Regions from separate parts of the Mus musculus genome. Here region 1 is linked to region 2. The links are chromatin contacts, called in public Hi-C maps. All regions are on one chromosome and are shown on one strand. The core of a region is the stretch at or near the end of the contact, and the rest is flanking DNA. Distances in the headings are between cores, read along the strand shown. Region 1 overlaps Prag1 (PEAK1 related kinase activating pseudokinase 1). Region 2 overlaps Mfhas1 (malignant fibrous histiocytoma amplified sequence 1).

The links. A called contact is a pair of places that touch in the nucleus more often than the background predicts.
Region 1: a contact with region 2 is called in a Hi-C map of CD4 T cells, with 2.9 times the contacts expected there. The contact joins two enhancer-like sites. A contact is called at or near these places in 1 of 484 Hi-C or Micro-C datasets (CD4 T cells) and 2 of 115 datasets of contacts at active chromatin or transcription factors (bone marrow-derived macrophages and memory CD8 T cells).

The regions. Positions count from the first base shown.
Region 1 is chr8:36,121,178-36,123,877 of GRCm38.p6, reverse strand. The region is part of intron 3 of Prag1 (PEAK1 related kinase activating pseudokinase 1); the gene reads right to left. Among named protein-coding and RNA genes, the nearest start is that of Prag1, 28 kb to the right of the region's middle. Within about 2 kb of position 1,332, at least 186 of the 459 cell types and tissues checked have an H3K27ac peak or open chromatin away from gene starts, as enhancers often do. A contact at or near this core is called in bone marrow-derived macrophages, where this site is marked.
Region 2 is chr8:35,632,726-35,635,425 of GRCm38.p6, reverse strand. The region is part of intron 1 of Mfhas1 (malignant fibrous histiocytoma amplified sequence 1); the gene reads right to left. Among named protein-coding and RNA genes, the nearest start is that of Gm16793, 45 kb to the right of the region's middle. Within about 2 kb of position 1,300, at least 129 of the 459 cell types and tissues checked have an H3K27ac peak or open chromatin away from gene starts, as enhancers often do. A contact at or near this core is called in bone marrow-derived macrophages, where this site is marked.

The DNA.
Region 1 (2,700 bases), core at 83-2,582, 490 kb before region 2:
ACCCAGACACTATTTTGGATGCCAAGAAGTGCTTGCTGACAAGAGCTGTCTCCTGAGAGGCTCTGCCAGATCCTGACCAATACAGATGTGGATGCTCACAATCATCCATTGGACTGAGCACAGGAACCCTAAGGGAGGAGTGAGGGGAAGGACTAAAGGAGCTGAAGGGGCCTTTTCTGGCATCAATGGGAGGGGAGGCCCTTGATTCTGTAAGGGCTTGATCCCCCAGTGTAGAGGAACGCTAGGGCGGTGAGGACGGAGTGGGTAGGTGGATGAGGGAGCATCTCATAGGAGCAGGGTAAGGGGGGAATGGGATAGGAGGTTTGCAGAGGGGAAACTGGGAAAAGGGATAGCATTTGAAATGTAAATAAATGAAATATCCAATCAAAACAAACAAACAAACAAACAAACAAACAAACAAAACCAAAAAAAGAGCATCCAACTCCCAGAAGCGATGGTGCTCCCAGAAGAGCATCAACAGCTGGCACCCTGGGAACCTGGGCCACCTGACCTCTTTGAAGATTGCCACTTTAATCAGGGGATGAGCCAAACCACATCACATTTTAAAATGAAAGGCAAGCTTGCCATCAAAGCCCAGTCTTACAATCAAGACGGTTTTGATTCTTCGGTCTGTGTGTGCAACAGACTTCTTAAGACTCTCTGAGAAAAAAAATAAAAAGCTTAAAATCCCAAAGGTAGCTTGTGAGCCTCAGCAGAGTGTTCTGTCAGATGTAAGGCCAAGCGCCAACAGGCGTGGGTTAACCATGTATAACAAGGCTCCACTAATAACGATAATTTGATTTGTTTTGATTTTGATTCCCCAAGCTGGTGCAAACCCTCTATCAAATGAAATCTGTCGTCCCATGACTTAAGGAAGTAACTTCAATGGACAAAACCCACATACACTAGTCTTTCCTCTTCGGTGGGGGAAATAAGCCCCATGATGTCTGCTCCGTGCTGTGACACACGACCTATTCTTGCTCAGACTTCCTTTCCCAACTCCCTCTGTCCATTGTGTGCAAGGTCACGGCAGATCTGTGTAGAAACGCAGAACTCGGTGGCACGGCACCCAACCACATCTCACTCTGCAGCTGCTACCGGGTGCTTTCAGAATGGCTTTTCCCTCCATTGTCCCGAGAGAGCGAAGTTTTGTAAGAGTGATCTCTACACTACGCTGGGAGAAAGCTTAAAAAAAAAATCAGCCGGAAGAGCCATCTGCCAGACTTCCTCATTCATGGGGACAGGCCTCATCTAAAAATACCCTCAGAGTCTCCGGAATGAGAGCTTTCAGAATGGCTGCAATCCTTCACGGAGGCCATGTGCCAGTGTGTGGCATGAGGCCGTATCTTCAGCTTCATATTGCCGCCCCTGGTGACAGCACAGTACACAGTGTGACTGAGGAAGCGAACTCATTCTCCCAGCTGGATTTAGTTTACTTCCTACACACTTAGCCAAGAGCTTCCTGCCTCCGTAGCTACACATTTGAAAAGACAAATAAGCCCTGTATTGGCGTTTGAAGCAAACTCCTTTAATTTTGACAAACACACCACCAAATGGCTAGAATAGATCACATCTCCCTTTAAGTTTAGTGATAACATGTCAAAGACCTAATGAGAGAACTTATAAAAGACTAACATTCCTGTCCCAGAAGTAGAAGCCTCTTAAACATTTCTGCGCACCTTTCAAAACCACTCAGCATTGGCTTCAGATTCGAGCCATCGGCTAATGCCTCAATGACCAGTGAACACACAGCTCTTACCATGCTAACCCCCAGCCGGAGATGTGATCCTCATCAGGGTGGCCTGGCAAGCCCCGGGACAGGCCGGCCAGTGACTTCAAGCCAGCCAGTGACTTCAGGTAGCATGGAGCTCCAGCTGTGGTCCAGAGTGCGTTCTTCTACTGCTGTGAGTCCCCAGCTCCCAGCTCCGCTTCCCTTAGTTCCTCTCTGACTTTTCTATAAAATGCACTTCCTGAGGGAGCACAGGAAAGCAGGGACGGCTCTGCCTCTGACCCGCGCCTTTAATCACCAATTGTCTTTTTTGGCCGGCTCTAAAAATACATTACGTTTCTCTACTTACTTTCTAGTACTAAGGCCCCCCCCTCTCTGAAAATTAATTAAGTCATTCAGATTTGCTTGGTAGATAGAAACACCCCTTTTGGAGTTTCTTTCAGATGTCCGAGTTAATTGCAACACATTCTCCTTGCTGTCTATCTGCAGTAGCATTTCTAAGATCCCTGACAACACACACACACACACACACACACACACACACACGTTGCCTGCTCTGTGCTGGGTGTTGCTGGAGGATGCAACCATGAATGGGATCGGCATAACCCCTGTGCTTCGACAAACCTGCAAATGGTAGGAAAATATTTCTCAAGCTATTTTAGGGAGAACACAAGCCACGTCGTTACGTTAGAACGTCTTGCAATTCTGGCTCAGACTCTTTCTAGAACAATGTTATCATTGCGACAGCTGAATGCAGACTCCTACACCGAGTGCCCACAGGGATTCTTTATCTTGCTTGCCATATTTCTGTCACTTGCACGGGACAGAAGAACAAATCACAGGCTTTCTTTGGCATGCTCATTTTGAAATATTCTCCTCTAATATCTACAAACACATTAGAAAACACCAGAGGGTAGAAGTCGGGTAGGCTGGTATATGTCTATAACCCCATGCTGGGCAGTGGCAAATGG
Region 2 (2,700 bases), core at 51-2,550:
GGCCCTGCCCATTAATTCATTAACTAATTCATTAAAATCCAGGCAAATGCAGCTGTTTTGTTGCTGGCCTTCTCAGTCCTGGCAATCAAACCTAGAGCCTTGAGCACACCAGACCATCAGCCTACCACTGAATCATGTCTCCAGCCCTTGCGGAGAAAATGCTATTAAGAAATGAGAATAATATTGACAAACTACAACACTAAGATTTATGATACCTTGGGCTGGCAAGATAGATATACACATCTTCATTTGAAAAACAAACAGCTGAACCTGTGATTTTACATGCAAACTCAGATATTAAGAAGCTCTGTTGTACATGCCATTTTAAATGTCTTCTTTAACCCTGGATAACTAGATAGCAATTGGATGTTGGGCAATTACAAAGCAAACCTCCCTAATAAGGACCAGCAAGCTAAATATGCAACATCTCCTCACGTGTATGCGTTAGAAACACCGAAGTAGGCTAGCAATGCAGCTCAGATACACAGTGCAAGCTTAACATGTGTATCTGGGCTCCAGCCCCAGCCCACACCACACAGACAAGAGGGAAAAACAGCTCAGGGGTGGGCGCTGAACAATGATGCTTTTTCTCTTATGTAGTAAAGAACTCAGCCCAAACCACATGTGTCAGTTTCGTTGGCTTTGCTTGTTGTTGTTGTTGTTGTTGTTGTTGTTGGGTTTGTTTTTGTAACCTTTCTTTAATATGAACTGTGATCATATTTCTTCTGTGGTCAAAACAACCCTGAAGCAAGCACACTGAACTTTAGGAGCCCGTGTGAACTGGCAGCACCTTTTCAGATAGATCAGAAGACGTTTGTTCAGAAATGCTAATGCCAAGACCCTAAATGCCTTAGAGAACTCCTCTGGGTTGCAGAAACCTCAGAGAAAGCAGGTCTCACTTCGCAGCCCCTAATGAAACCTCACTTATTCCACTGCACCCGGGACTGCCTATGTGCTGAACAAAACAAAAGACAATCTCACCACACTTACCCGGTATAAACCACTCCTTATCCTGCTTCATATTTTTATGAAATATGCCATCCTATTTTGACAACTCCATATGAGGTTTTATGCATTTCTTTAAAAAAAAAAAGACGGATGTGTGTTCTGCACCACTACTAAAAATTAACCTCATCCCAGCCTCATCAAGATGTGAGGTTAAAAATAACTAGGGTTTGCCTCTAGAGCAAAAAAATGTGTGGCAGAGTGCAAAGATGCTCTGCCCCTGCAGTGACCTGACGTGAGCTACAGGACTGCCCAGTGTCAGTCTTCAAGGGGAGCCCCAAAAGGGGAAGTGCACCCCACCCTTGCTTCTGGAGTGGCTACAATCGAAGAATCTAATTTTAGATGCTATCGCTTCCTCTGCGAGCAGTGAATCATAGCTTCAAAGTGACTGGGAGGCAGACGTAAGTCTTACTAAATGTTCGCATGGCAGGCTGAGATACTTTCACCTGAAGCTGCTCAGAAACTCAGTCCTGGAACTGCAGCCGTGGTCCCGAGCTTCCCCTCCCCCGAATCCCACCCCTGTGCGCTCATGCACGCACACACCGACACACACCGACACACACTGACACACACCAACACACACCCTTCAGAACCTCCATCTGAAGGAGCTAGGTGAACACAGTAAAAGTTTGAGGGTTATTTTATGCAGGGTGTGTGTGTGTGCATGTGTGCTTGTGTGTGTCTGTGCATATATGTGTATATGTGTGTGTGTGTGTGTGTTTGTAGCATATATGGGTAGTACACACACACACAGTAGGGTACAGGCATGCATGACATCTGTGTGTACATGGAGAGGTCAGAGGAGGATGCCTAGTGTCCTGCTCTATCTCTCCATGACTCATTCCTCTGTGATGAGGTCTCTCACGGACTGTGAAGCCAGGCTAGCAGCTATCAAGCTCCACCCTCCACAAGCTGGAGGTCACAGGTACACCCTGTGCAACTACACCCGGCTGGTTTTAATTATTGTCTTTGACACGACATGAACTCAGGTCCTCCCGTGTGTGCAGCAAGCGCTCTTATGCACTGAATTATCTCCTTAGCTCCTCTTCCTCCTGGCACAGTGAAGCTTGAGAGGCACTCACCACGCTTGGTAACCCCTTAACCCATCCCTAAACAATCCCAGGACAGTGGCTGACAGCCTTTCCCACCCAGTGCTCCGGGGCATGAAGATGCCTTGCGCATCATCTCTCCATTTCTTCCCTTGTACTTCTTACTGAAAAATTACCAGGTTTGACTAACGGCGGGGGGGGGGGGGGGGAACAACAACCAACCAACCCCAGAAAGCAGGTGTCTGATGTGCACCAAAGAATAAGAGAAGAAAGCAAGAGAGAGAGAGGCTCTGTTCCAAAGAGAGAACTACACACAGTGTGGGTGCCCCAAGGGTGGAAAGTGAGAACAAGACAGAGGCAGGGGAGGGGCAAGGCCAAGGCTCACTCACCCACCTCTCCTTTGTGCTGCCCCCCCCCCCCACAACATCAGCTCTATCATGCCTACGTTCCCCATCTTAAATGAGATACAGGAATATCTACTAAATTTAACGGTCACACTAAGATCAGTGAGGATAAATCAGAATGGAAGGGCAGAACTCAAGAACTATCCGTTTCCACAATCTCCAAAGCGGAACTGCAGATCCGAGGAGACAAAAGCCAAAGAGTAGAAAGCTATTTCCTAAGCAATGGGAGAGTCTTTTTCATA